Linked DNA regions of Mus musculus: region 1 is linked to region 2. A link is a contact called in public HiChIP or PLAC-seq data. All regions are on one chromosome and are shown on one strand. Each heading gives the region's core, a stretch centred on a gene start, on an enhancer-like site or on the middle of the called end of the contact. The rest is flanking DNA. Distances are from core to core; before and after follow the strand shown.

Region 1 (6,219 bases), core at 3,666-6,165, 140 kb after region 2:
TGTATGTGTGTTTTTCTTTTCCCATTTTTCTCCTTTTCTCCCCCCTGGAGCTACAAATTTCTTCAAAACAAAGCAGGCTGACCAAACTTGTCTCTGAACTGGAGCTCAGTGCCCTCCCAGCCATGGCCACGGATGTTGGGCAACAACAGAAGGCAAAGTGCTCCTTCTGTCAGCTTCTGGTCTGATGAGTCTCACAAGTCGCCACCTCCTGACCTTTGACCCAAGGCCTGACAGCCTCGGGGAGCGGAAGCACAAGGTGGCAAACCTGGGAAAGCAGGCAGAGGCAACGTGGGCATCCTCGTTGCTATGGTACCTGTAGGAATGTTGTTGTTGTGACATATAACTCTATTGTTTTTTAATATGATCCAGGCAGCCCCCCTATAATTGAGGCTGAGTCCTATTAGTTTATTTAATCTGCGTTAGCACCATCTCTGGCTGATTATCCCTAATCTATTTTCTATGCTAGATTGGCTATTTCCCAGATGTGTTTTTCAGTTACCTGCTGTTTTGAGTCTCAGCTGGACTGCTGTTGCTACTCTGTCCTCAGGGCTCACTCCTCTTAGCTGCTATGCTCCTGATCCGCCGTCTAATGGATCTTAGCCACACGTTCCTGGTATGTCCCATCTAATGGAGACCTCCTGTTCTTCCATCTTCTTTTTCCTTGCCTGTCTCTTGTGGTCCCTACCTGTAACCCCCAGCCTGGTAACTACAGCCCCACCTACTTCTATTCTCCTCAGTAATTGGCTGTAACTGCTTTCATTTAACCAACAGCCTTAAATTTGGTTTATACAACAAAGCCTAGTGTATGTGAGAATTCACTCATCTGAGGGTAGCCAGATCTTGGTGTTTAGAATTTAGCATTTGTATACATAGCAGCACCAGACCAACCCCCAACAGAACGTCTTTAGGCAAACTGCACTCACTTGCAGCCTCAAGACTTAAGAGAAGTCTTGGCCTTCACGAGGGAAGGTTGGGCATTTTCTTGTCTGCTAGCTCCAAGGATTTAGGCATATGGATATCCCTTTTGGCTACAATCTCAGTTAACGTTACATTGCTGTGATGAAATGCCATGACCAAAAGCAGCTTGGGGAGGAAAGGACTTACTTCACTTACAATTCCATATAACAGTTCACTATTAAAAGTACTGAAGGTCCAAGAACTCGTGCAGGGCTAGAACCTGGAGGCAGGAGCTGATGCAGAGGCCTTCGAGGGGTGCTGTTTACTGGCTTGCTCCTCGTGGCTTGCTCAACCTGCTTTCTCATAGAGCCCAGGATCATCAGCCCAGGGATGGCACTACCCACAATGGGCTGGGTTCTCCCCCATCAATCACTAATTACAAAAAAAAAATTCTGCCGGGCATGGTGGCGCACGCCTTTAATCCCAGCACTAGGGAGGCAGAGGCAGGCAGATTTCTGAGTTCGAGGCCAGCCTGGTCTATAAAGTGAGTTCCAGGACAGCCAAGGCTACAAAGAGAAACCCTGTCTCAAAAAGCAAAACAAAACAAAACAAAACAAAACAAACAAAACAAACAAAACAAAAACGTTCTTTTGGCTTGCCCACAGCCCAATCTTATGGAGACATTTTCCCGATAGTCTCCCTCCTCTCTGATGTCTCTAGCTTGTGTAAAGTTGACTTAAAACCAGCCAGCCACCATTGCTCTCCCGTTACAACGCAGCTCTTGCTGGGCATCAGCAACGCAGTGCTCACAGGGTGAGGTGGAGGCTCTAAGGGGTGAAGTTCTCACTCTATCCTGGGAGTTGCATACTGGGCAAAGATGAGATTCTGTGATACCCTCCCTCTTTCTCCAAGTCTGTCCTAGAATGCAGCGTGCATTTTCAAGACAGTATGGCCTGTCTTTTTGCCATTTGTCCTGTGCCTAAGAATTTCAATTATTCCTGTATGTATCAATTTCTTTTCTCATCACTGGGAGTAAATACCTGAGGAAAAGCAGAGGGGGGGGAGGATTTATTTTGGCTCACAGTTGGAAGGTTTCACAGCCCATCATGGCAGGAAGGGCGTGGAAGGGTGAGTGGCGGGCACCTGCTCTTGTTCTATCTGTAGTCAGGAAGCAGAGACAGAATGGAGCCGGGCCGACCCAGTGCATTAATTCCTCTGGCCAGGTTCTACCTCTTTAGGGTTCCAGGACTTTCCCGAACTGCACCAATGGTTGGCGTTAAAACAGGAGGCTGTGGGAGACACTTCACTTTCAAACCACACCACCAGGCTAGAGTTTGCAAATGTCTCCTCCACACCAGGCCTCTATTTCATCATGGTTTCCACTTCTTACAATGTTGACTTTGGATCTTGATAAGTGTTGTTTTAATTTAGATCAATGCGCAGCTCTTGACCAAGACTCAGCTCCTCTTTTCCCAGCCACTGGATATTTTAATTTGAGTATCATATTTGCAGTTCCCCAAAAATATGCTTTATGCTCCTCTTATGTATCTCCCTCATTGTTTGTTGGTTGACTGTTTGCTTTTAGATTACCAGCTGTACTCGGCAGTCATGTTTCAGAATCTGTTCCAAGAGCATGTCTGTGTCTCCTGTCTCCTCTGGGTACCAGAAACTCATATAAACCCTATGAGGTAATACTATCATTACTCCATTCAGGTGAGGAAGCTGAGCATGGATCTAACATGCCCATACATCTCCACAGCTCTATTGTTTGATTGGCTTCTCTTCACTGTATTGTGTATTTCCTGTGCTTCTTATAAGAAGATAAACTTAGCAGATGTTAGGGAATCTACCACAAGTCCTCTCACCAAGAGCCATTAGCGGAATATTTCCTCACATGATCCTTAAGTGTTTTCTTGGAGGATGCCTCCTGTGCTAGACTAAACTATGCATCCTGGAAAAGTAGGCCATTGAATGAGCGAGGCTCAGTGAAGGGCGTGGGGTGCCCAGGAAGATGGTAGAAAACATTTGCAGCAGGGACCTTAGCCCTGGCACCTTATACAGAGACAGGACAGTGATGCACCAGTCTGCATGAAGGGAGGCTGATTTGTGTCATCACCAGCATGGCTGGAACAGAGAGCCTGTGTGAGAAGAGATGAGACATGAGCAATCCTGACCTGGGTGTCAGGAGAGAGGAGAGAGCATCTCACTAACTGCGGCAAATTCCTCCTGAGTCACACTGGTGCAGAAAGAAAAGCTCTTTGCCCTGAACTGTGTACTGTCTTATAAAAGTAGAGAGGTCACAGTAATACTGACTCATCACTACATCTTTTTGTTTTATTAGGTATTTTCTTTATTTACATTTTAAATGTTATCCCCTTTCCTAGTTTCCCCTCCAAAAATCTCCTATCCCCTCTCCCTTCTCCCTGCTCCCCAACCAACCCACTCCCATTCCTGGCCCTGGCATTCCCCTGTACTGGGGCATAGAACCGTCACATGACCTAGGGCTTCTCGTCCCATCGATGACCAACTAGGCCATCCTCTGCTACATATGCAGCTAGAGCCATCCTAAGTGAGGTAACACAATCACAAAAGAACACACATGATATGCACTCACTGATAAGTGGATATTAGCCCAGAAGCTCAGAATCCTACTTAGAAGGGGGAACTAAATACCCATGGAAGGAGTTACAGAGACAAAGTTCAGAGCAGAAACTGAAGGAACGACCATCCAGAGACTGCCCCACTTGGGGATCCATCCCATAAACAACCACCAAACCCAGACATTATGGCAGATGCCAACAAGAGCCTGCTGACAGGAGAGTGATAGAGCTGTCTCCTGAGGTCCTCTGCCAGTGCCTGGCGAATATAGAAGTGGATGCTCACAGTCATCCATTGGACTGAGCACAGGGTCTCCAATGAAAGAGCTAGAGAAAGTACCCAGGGAGGTGAAGGGGTTTGAAGCCCCATAGGAGGAACACCAATATGAACTAACCAGTACTCCCAGAGCTCCTTGGGACTAAACCACCAATCAAAGAAAACACATGGTGGGACTTGTGGCTCATCACTACATCTTAAGGGCCTTGTTTATTGCACCTTTGCTAAGAATACACAGTGTAGGGCTGGTGAGATGGCTCAGTGGGTAAGAGCACCCGACTGCTCTTCCGAAGGTCTGGAGTTCAAATCCCAGCAACCACATGGTAGCTCACAACCATCTGTAACAAGATCTGACGCCCTCTTCTGGAGTGTCTGAAGACAGCTACAGTGTACTTACATATAATAAATAAATAAATCTTTAAAAAAAAAAAGAGGGCTGGTGAGATGGCTCAGTGGGTAAGAGCACCCGACTGCTCTTCCGAAGGTCCAGAGTTCGAATCCCAGCAACCACATGGTGGCTCACAACCATCCGTAACAAGATCTGACTCCCTCTTCTGGTGTGTCTGAAGACAGCTACAGTGTACTTACATATAATGATAAAATAAATAAAATTTAAAAAAAAAAAAAAAAAAAAGAATACACAGTGTAGAGTTGAGGGGAAGAGAAGATTTGAGCCCTAGAGAAGGATGGACGAGAGACGACAAATGTCAGTCAGCTACCCATCAGACAAGTGAGACAGTTACTGTGACAGATGCCTGGGATGGAGCAACTTAAAAAGCCGAGCTGTTCCTGCTCTTGCAGGTGTGGCTGCTGTGTCACATGGATGTCAGTAGGTGGCAGAGGGGAGAGAGGCTATGTCTATGCTGAGTGTTCTGACCTTCAGACATCTGAAGGATTAGTAGCCTAACATTTCCTGAAAAAAAGTGAGCCTGAGACCACCACCAGTCTGTCACCACAGGGCCTGGACAGGGAACTAGGTTGAGATGACTACCAAGACAGTGCCAGGTAGGCCTGGACAGGCTCCCAGGACAGGAAGCAAGCCAAAGGCGGGAAGAAGCCAACCTGGGACAGCAGGCCCCAGGCAGGAGTGAGCCCAAGACAAATGGCCGCACAGGTGGGCCGGTAGAGGAGCTGGCCTGAGATGAACACTAATCTGTCGCCCTCCAGGCCTAGAGGGTGGGGACAGATCATGCCCAAGATGACTCCTGCCCTGTGCCATATTGCACAAGCAGGGCATAGCACTCCTGAGACCTCTCCTGAGACGACCTCAGACCCTGAGCCACCCGGGCACCACTAAGAGGAGCAAGCGAGTCGTGGAGAAATGAAAGAGAAGGAGAAGCAGAAGGAAGTGGGCACAGTGGAGAGAGAGGTAGTGAGGAACAGCCTGCTGTGAGTACCCAGTGCTGCTACCTTGGACCATGGTGGCCTGTGCTGCCACCAGGTGGTCACATCTGGGTCTGTGGCCCTTCAGCAGCAGGGGTCTGTTACTGCCAAAGGGCTGTACAGAACTGGTCCTACCCTTCACCTGGGCATTGAGAGGAGCTGGTCTTAGAGGCACAAGAGTGGGAAAGCTGATTCTGCCCATAGCCAGCCACAGCACTCTGGAGAGTCGGCCCTGCACATTGTGGGAGTTGCAGGTTAGCTGGTCCTGAGGATGCAAGCTTGGGAGAAATGGCCCTACCACTAGTCTCCCTGTGGCTTGGATGAGAGAGGGGGCAGGGGAGGGGGGGGGTCACCCCCTTCTGCGGCAGGCAGGAAAGCTGACCTTGACAGAATCATGAGAGCAGGAGAAGGGCCTTTCCCTTTACCTGCTGCAGTACTTGGAAGAGCAGGCCCTGCACCTTATCTGGGCAGCACAATGGAGCTGGTCATAGATATGAGGGTTATGGGTGAGCCAACCAGGAGGGTGTGAGCGTGGGAGAGCTGACCTGCCTCTTGTCTGATATGCTGAAGTGTCCCTCACCCTCAACCCTGCCACTTAGAATGGCAGGAGGGAGACTTGGTACTGGGGTCATGAGAGTAGCAGGGACAGTCCTGCCCCCCCCCCCCCAACTGCTGCAGCAATGTGGAAAGCAGGCCCTGCATCTCACCTAGGAGGCAGTAGTGGAGCTGAGCCTGATACGGGGCTTGCAGATGAGCAGGCCCCAAGGATGTGAGCACAAGAGAGTTGGTTCTGCCTGTGGTCTGCTGGGCAGTGGTGACACAGACAGTGAGAGACACCCTCCTCCCCTCACTCACCTTTGGGGCAGGCAGGTGAGCTGGCCCCAGGGCATGCACGAGGGCGGGAGAGCCAGTGGGCTGACCATCTCTGACACTTTCAGGCCTGGATTCAGGCCTTTGAATTGGCCCACCCCGACATCTACCCCATTGCTGGAGTCCTACAGATCCAAAACTACAGGATCTTCATGACAAAGGGCAACAGCGGGATGTCTGAGAGGAGCCCCAGTG
Region 2 (5,954 bases), core at 2,835-5,334:
CCACCCACTCCCCTCTCCTCCACCCCTGCACCCACTCCAACTGCACCCCAGAAGCCGAAGCGCATCCTAACAAGCAATCCTATCTCTGTGGTCACATTTACTGTTCCCTGACAAAAACAAAGACCAATTTTAAAGGACAGAGGACAAAATACAACCAGGGCCATTATATTCAATGACAACAAGACAGAACACCCTGTTCACTACTGGTCCCAGAGGTGTGGCTGGGCCTCAGTCTCAGCATTGCCTGGACCCGAGTCTCTTCCATCAGTCCTGGCAAACCTAAAAGCAGAAGCCCACCCATCACAGGCACTCTCCGGTTTGTCCGACCCTGTCTGTGTCCCCTAAGAGCTTCTTCTTCAGCTGTACAAGTCTAAGCCCATAAAAGAAATAAGGGACTTAAATATGTGCTCTACATTTGAGTAAAATGTCTGCTTTGGATTCATGTAGGACCTAAAATGAGAGAGAAGGCAAAAAGCCTTCCCAGACCACACCCCCTGGGCCTGGTGAAGGACATGCCATCCCTGTTCTGGGAAAGAAATTGGTAACAGAACACACAAGTCATAACTTTCAATCTGTGTAACTGCCACAGTATGCAAGTACGGAACCTGATAAAGCCACAGAAGCCACTGTGGGACCTCTTACTCTACCTAATGAAATTGCCACAGTATAGAAGTCTAGAACCCAATGCCACAAAAGCCACAGAAGCCACGGAAGCCATGAAAGCCACGGAGGCCACGCTGGGATCTCTCACGCTAACGAATATTAGTGCTCACACTTCCTCCTCCTTCAGGGCAGTATTTTACTTTCCACCCACCTCACGTTAGACAGTGTATCCTCCTTCAGGGCAGTATTTTTACTTTCCACCCACCTCACGTTAGACAGTGTATCCTCCTTCAGGGCAGTATTTTTATTTTCCACCCACCTCGCGTTAGACAGTGTATCCTCCTTCAGGGCAGTATTTTTACTTTCCACCCACCTCGCGTTAGACAGTGTATCCTCCTTCAGGGCAGTATTTTTACTTTCCACCCACCTCACGTTAGACAGTGTATCCTCCTTCAGGGCAGTATTTTACTTTCCACCCACCTCACGTTAGACAGTGTATCCTCCTTCAGGGCAGTATTTTTACTTTCCACCCACCTCACGTTAGACAGTGTATCCTCCTTCAGGGCAGTATTTTTACTTTCCACCCACCTCACGTTAGACAGTGTATCCTCCTTCAGGGCAGTATTTTACTTTCCACCCACCTCGCGTTAGACAGTGTATCCTCCTTCAGGGCAGTATTTTTATTTTCCACCCACCTCACGTTAGACAGTGTATCCTCCTTCAGGGCAGTATTTTATTTTCCACCCACCTCACGTTAGACAGTGTATCCTCCTTCAGGGCAGTATTTTACTTTCCACCCACCTCACGTTAGACAGTGTATCCTCCTTCAGGGCAGTATTTTTACTTTCCACCCACCTCACGTTAGACAGTGTATCCTCCTTCAGGGCAGTATTTTTACTTTCCACCCACCTCACGTTAGACAGTGTATCCTCCTTCAGGGCAGTATTTTACTTTCCACCCACCTCACGTTAGACAGTGTATCCTCCTTCAGGGCAGTATTTTACTTTCCACCCACCTCACGTTAGACAGTGTATCCTCCTTCAGGGCAGTATTTTACTTTCCACCCACCTCGCGTTAGACAGTGTATCCTCCTTCAGGGCAGTATTTTACTTTCCACCCACCTCACGTTAGACAGTGTATCCTCCTTCAGGGCAGTATTTTTACTTTCCACCCACCTCGCGTTAGACAGTGTATCCTCCTTCAGGGCAGTATTTTACTTTCCACCCACCTCGCGTTAGACAGTGTGTACTGTTTTGCAACAGAGGCTTTCTTGTCATTTCCAAAGCTAACATCCACAAACAAGGGAGTTTCTTGTCTCAGAATGTCCCTCAGAAATCACCACAACAATGGTGATCAAGAGAGCTGTCACTGAATTACAAGTGGCCACAGACGAAAGCCAGGAACTGAAGTCAGATCACCCCTGGCCAAAGGGGTCACTCGATGAGGTCACCGCATCATCTCAGGTCAGAATCAAAACCATCCAGGTCATAGTCTGGGCCCTTCATTTTCTCCAAGAATCTTGGAAATAGCTCATTATTTTTGTTCTACCACAGAGTTCTGGTTAGCAAATAAGGCCTCATAATAGTGTCATCTGGAATCTCTATGTGCCCTGGCCCTGAAGATGTAATGAGACTGGCAAGATCGCCCCAAGCGCCATATTCAACAGAAGCATAAGTCAGTGAGGCACGAGCAGTACTTTGGGTGAGGCTACGTTCACCTCCTCCAACAGGACTGCTCAAGTTTGCAGTCCATGCTTGCTACACCTCAAGTAATCTAGACACGGAATGTCAGTGCTCTCCCATTTATACACAGACACACAGACACACACAGACACACGCACACACATACACACGCACACACGTCATTCAAAAAGCAAGTGTGAGTAAAATTTAGACTTACTAATAAATGTTAAGTCAAAAACCCAGGTGGCAATGCATAGTGAGAACTGAAAACCTCACAGACAGCCCAGCCTAGGACAGTGCTTCTCAGCCTTCCTAATGCTGTGACCCTTTAACAGTTCCTAGTGTTGTGCTGACCCCCCAACCACACAATTAGTTCTGTTGCCACTTCACAGCTGTAATTTTGCTACTGTTATGAATCGTAATGTAAATATCTGATATACAGGTGGTCTTAGTGACCCCTGTGACAAGACTGCTCAAGCCACCACAGGTTGAGAACCACTGATCTAGGATTGCCTCCCTGGTTCATCAGGACCCTGGGCAGTGTTTCACCATTTCCCTACACTCGATCAGTGCCCCCCAGAGACTGATCCTCTCTGTTGGTCTGAAAACTGGCTGGCCAGGCCTAAGAACACTGGTATCTTCTCCTCCATACCTGCCTAGAGTTGAACAGGCATCTTTACTCCTCATGGATAAGATAATTCACCTCTACCTGTGGCTTGGGTTCACCCACACAAACTTTGAATATTTCTCATCACAGTATAGCCCCAGACAAGGCATACAATCTCCAGTGGGAAAAGTCTAGCATCCACTCTAAATGTATACAACCTTTAATTTTTCTTTGTCTGCTAGGCTCTGAAAGACCTTTCTGGGGCAGCCTTGGTACTCTAAGGTCACCCACTGCTAGGTATCTATCTTCTGTCTACACAGCCTGTTTCCATAGGGCTCAACTTGACCCTTGGACTCTCAATTGTACACAGCAACTAAAGACCATCTAACACAGCTTTCTCATTTTAAAAAGCCCAGTGAGCTGGCACCCCCAAAGCCAGAGAGCATGAGTAAGTAGCAAGCTGAATCCGCAAGACCCCATCTCTCCCAGGACAGTGGTACTTATGGTGCTTCTGCATCCGCTGTTCTGTGCTCAGGCTCACAGTGATGCACAATGAAGCGGCACACAGGGCTCCATGCTGACGTTCATGTGAGTGCTGGTTTCTGCCTCCATGCAGAGAAGGCCAGGTCTTCTCGTTCACAGACAGCAATAACTCCCCAGGGAGTATCAACAGCTACGTTTCACAGTGTCCTTCATACTAAGGTGCATAAGACAGAATGAATAATCTCTCTCTTTTCTGAGGACACCATTCCAGGGAGCAGAGGGACACGAAGCATATAAAAGAGAAATGGAGAAAATGAAAAGGAATTAGATTAACCTCCTAGAAGGCAGAAAAAAAAAAAAAAAAAAAAACAGAGAGTGAGGCGTGGTCAATCCAGAGAGGTTCCACCCAGACCTCCAACCGACAGGGGAACAAATTAAATGTGCATGAACGTTCTCGGCTCACTGCCCAGACTTCCGCAGAACTTTCAAAAAGAACGTGTGATGTGGGACATGCTCAGTTACTGTCCATTTCCCCCAGTGGAAATTTACCTTAATAATTTGTTAGCAGGGGAAATAGTAGAAGTGCAGTCAACACGATCCCTTCCTAAACCTATGCTGGAAAGATCAACTCCTCAGCCCTCCCCTGCGCATTCCGACTCCACAACCCAACTCACAGAGTAGCTGCCACTTATCTGCTTTCTCCAGCAGCTCCTACGTGACTCACGAGGGATGGCCCCTCTGCAAGTATGCCTGCAAGCCCTGGCTCTGCACAGTACCCTAGCAGGCAGAGGGTGCTGGGAGCAAGCAAGTCAGGTTGGCCTGAGAACTGACCCACTAGGTCAGAGGAAGCACCTCAAGATACGACAGAGTGGATAAGGACACAGCCAAATGGACAGGGGACATAAGAGATTCTGGGAAAACAGAACTTGGCTATTTCTCTATACTCAGAAATGTTCTGTAAGTTCTGTATGTGCTCCATACATTCTAGAGTAATGTCCAGCAGCTCTGGGGACGATGAATCCCTTCAGCTGCTTCTGCCATAGCTCTTTATAACCAGCAGCAAGGTCCTCGCCCTTCTCAGCTCAGCAGCAAGGTCCTAGCCCTTCTCAGCTCAGTTTACTGCAGGCTTTGGTTTTCTTCAAGGAAACATGATGCCCTTCTACTTGAAGAAGTCTCCAGTTACTCCTGAGCACAGGGAGGGAGCAGGGGGCTCCTCCTCCTTACTGTGACTAGAAGGAGCATCAGCACACACCAAAGGGGCCTCCTCTTCTGCCATCAGCAACTCCTGTTTATGTTGATGGAAGCCAGAGCTGCTAAGCTGCAAGTGAAGCCAGGGTGCACTGTTCTCTGGGACCACAAGTTATACACCGCTCCTCCCAGGAACACAAAGGCTGCACCAGATCTGTCAGAGAAACTATAACTCATCTAATTAAATAATATGAAAGCAGAGGCCTAGCCTGGTAGCTTTCTGATTAGCTGCCAGGCTGATTCAAGCAAGGTGTTCCAGAGGGAATGCTCTTGGATTTCAGATGCAAAATTTTCATTGAATTCAGACAAACACACATCCATGCACACACACACACATGCACCATCTGTATATACATATATGCATATATACTCACATACACTCACACAATACATATATACACACCATATACATATATGTACAAACATATATACATACATTACACAGACATATATACCCATGAATATACATTCATACAACACATACAAATGCACACACCATCCCACACACACATATATATACACATATGTACAAATATAATCATGCACACATATATATGTGTATATATACATATGTGTGTATATATATACGTATGTATACACACACATATAAACATATGTGCACATATACACTATACGCATATACCTGTACTCATACAACATACATATATACTCAAACACACATACCACACACATATATTCATACATATATGTGCACACACATACACACTCGTGCACACACACAACTCACTGTGCTTGTATTGCCTTTTCCAAGATGACAGGGACGTGTGCAAGTATCTAATGAACTGAGCTTATCCATCACAGAGGGATCCCTTCCCTTCATTCTAGTTTGTTTCAACTGAGGGATTTAAATTTGTCATAAAGCATTTTAGACCCTCCCCTTCCCCCTTCCCACCAAACGTCAGGAAACCACCAGCACAAAGGCAGTGCTTTTGGCACAGACATGTTTTTTATCTTGAGCAACCCTACAGAGTCACTTGCTTCTCTCTTATCTGTCTTACAAGGCAGCAGCCATCAGCAGGCCAACCTCAGCTGAGCTCAGCTGTCGCAGCACAAGGTCAGTTTCTACCTCCAATTACAATGGGGAAGCCTTGATATACATCAGGATACAATTAACCCAGAAAGGGGTTACATCCCAGAAACACGATCCCAACTGGTGGACCTCAGAGGAGCTTCAAACGGTCTGTGAAACCCCACAAACTTGACAACACAGAGCTAGGATCCCACCTGGTTGGCCTCAGTGGGGCTTCAAAGGGCCCGCAAATCCCTACAAGCGCCACATAAAACTATGTCATATAAGTTGTGCATTATGC

What was found. HiChIP or PLAC-seq counts read pairs in DNA pulled down with a chosen protein or histone mark.
Region 1: a contact with region 2 is called in an H3K4me3 HiChIP or PLAC-seq map of fetal liver, with 4 times the contacts expected there. The contact joins two enhancer-like sites. A contact is called at or near these places in 9 of 39 promoter capture datasets (the 3T3-L1 cell line, the C10 cell line, cranial neural crest and 6 more), 2 of 484 Hi-C or Micro-C datasets (the G1E-ER4 cell line and erythroblasts), 4 of 115 datasets of contacts at active chromatin or transcription factors (T-cell acute lymphoblastic leukemia, embryonic stem cells, fetal liver and 1 more) and 2 of 9 other capture datasets (adipose tissue and embryonic stem cells).

The regions. Positions count from the first base shown.
Region 1 is chr3:153,826,611-153,832,829 of GRCm38.p6, forward strand. It overlaps the pseudogene Gm25757. Among named protein-coding and RNA genes, the nearest start is that of Asb17, 15 kb to the right of the region's middle. Within about 2 kb of position 4,916, at least 34 of the 459 cell types and tissues checked have an H3K27ac peak or open chromatin away from gene starts, as enhancers often do. A contact at or near this core is called in the G1E-ER4 cell line, erythroblasts and fetal liver, where this site is marked.
Region 2 is chr3:153,686,112-153,692,065 of GRCm38.p6, forward strand. All of the region lies in intron 1 of St6galnac3 (ST6 (alpha-N-acetyl-neuraminyl-2,3-beta-galactosyl-1,3)-N-acetylgalactosaminide alpha-2,6-sialyltransferase 3), which reads right to left. Among named protein-coding and RNA genes, the nearest start is that of St6galnac3, 36 kb to the right of the region's middle. Within about 2 kb of position 4,085, at least 61 of the 459 cell types and tissues checked have an H3K27ac peak or open chromatin away from gene starts, as enhancers often do. A contact at or near this core is called in the G1E-ER4 cell line, erythroblasts and fetal liver, where this site is marked.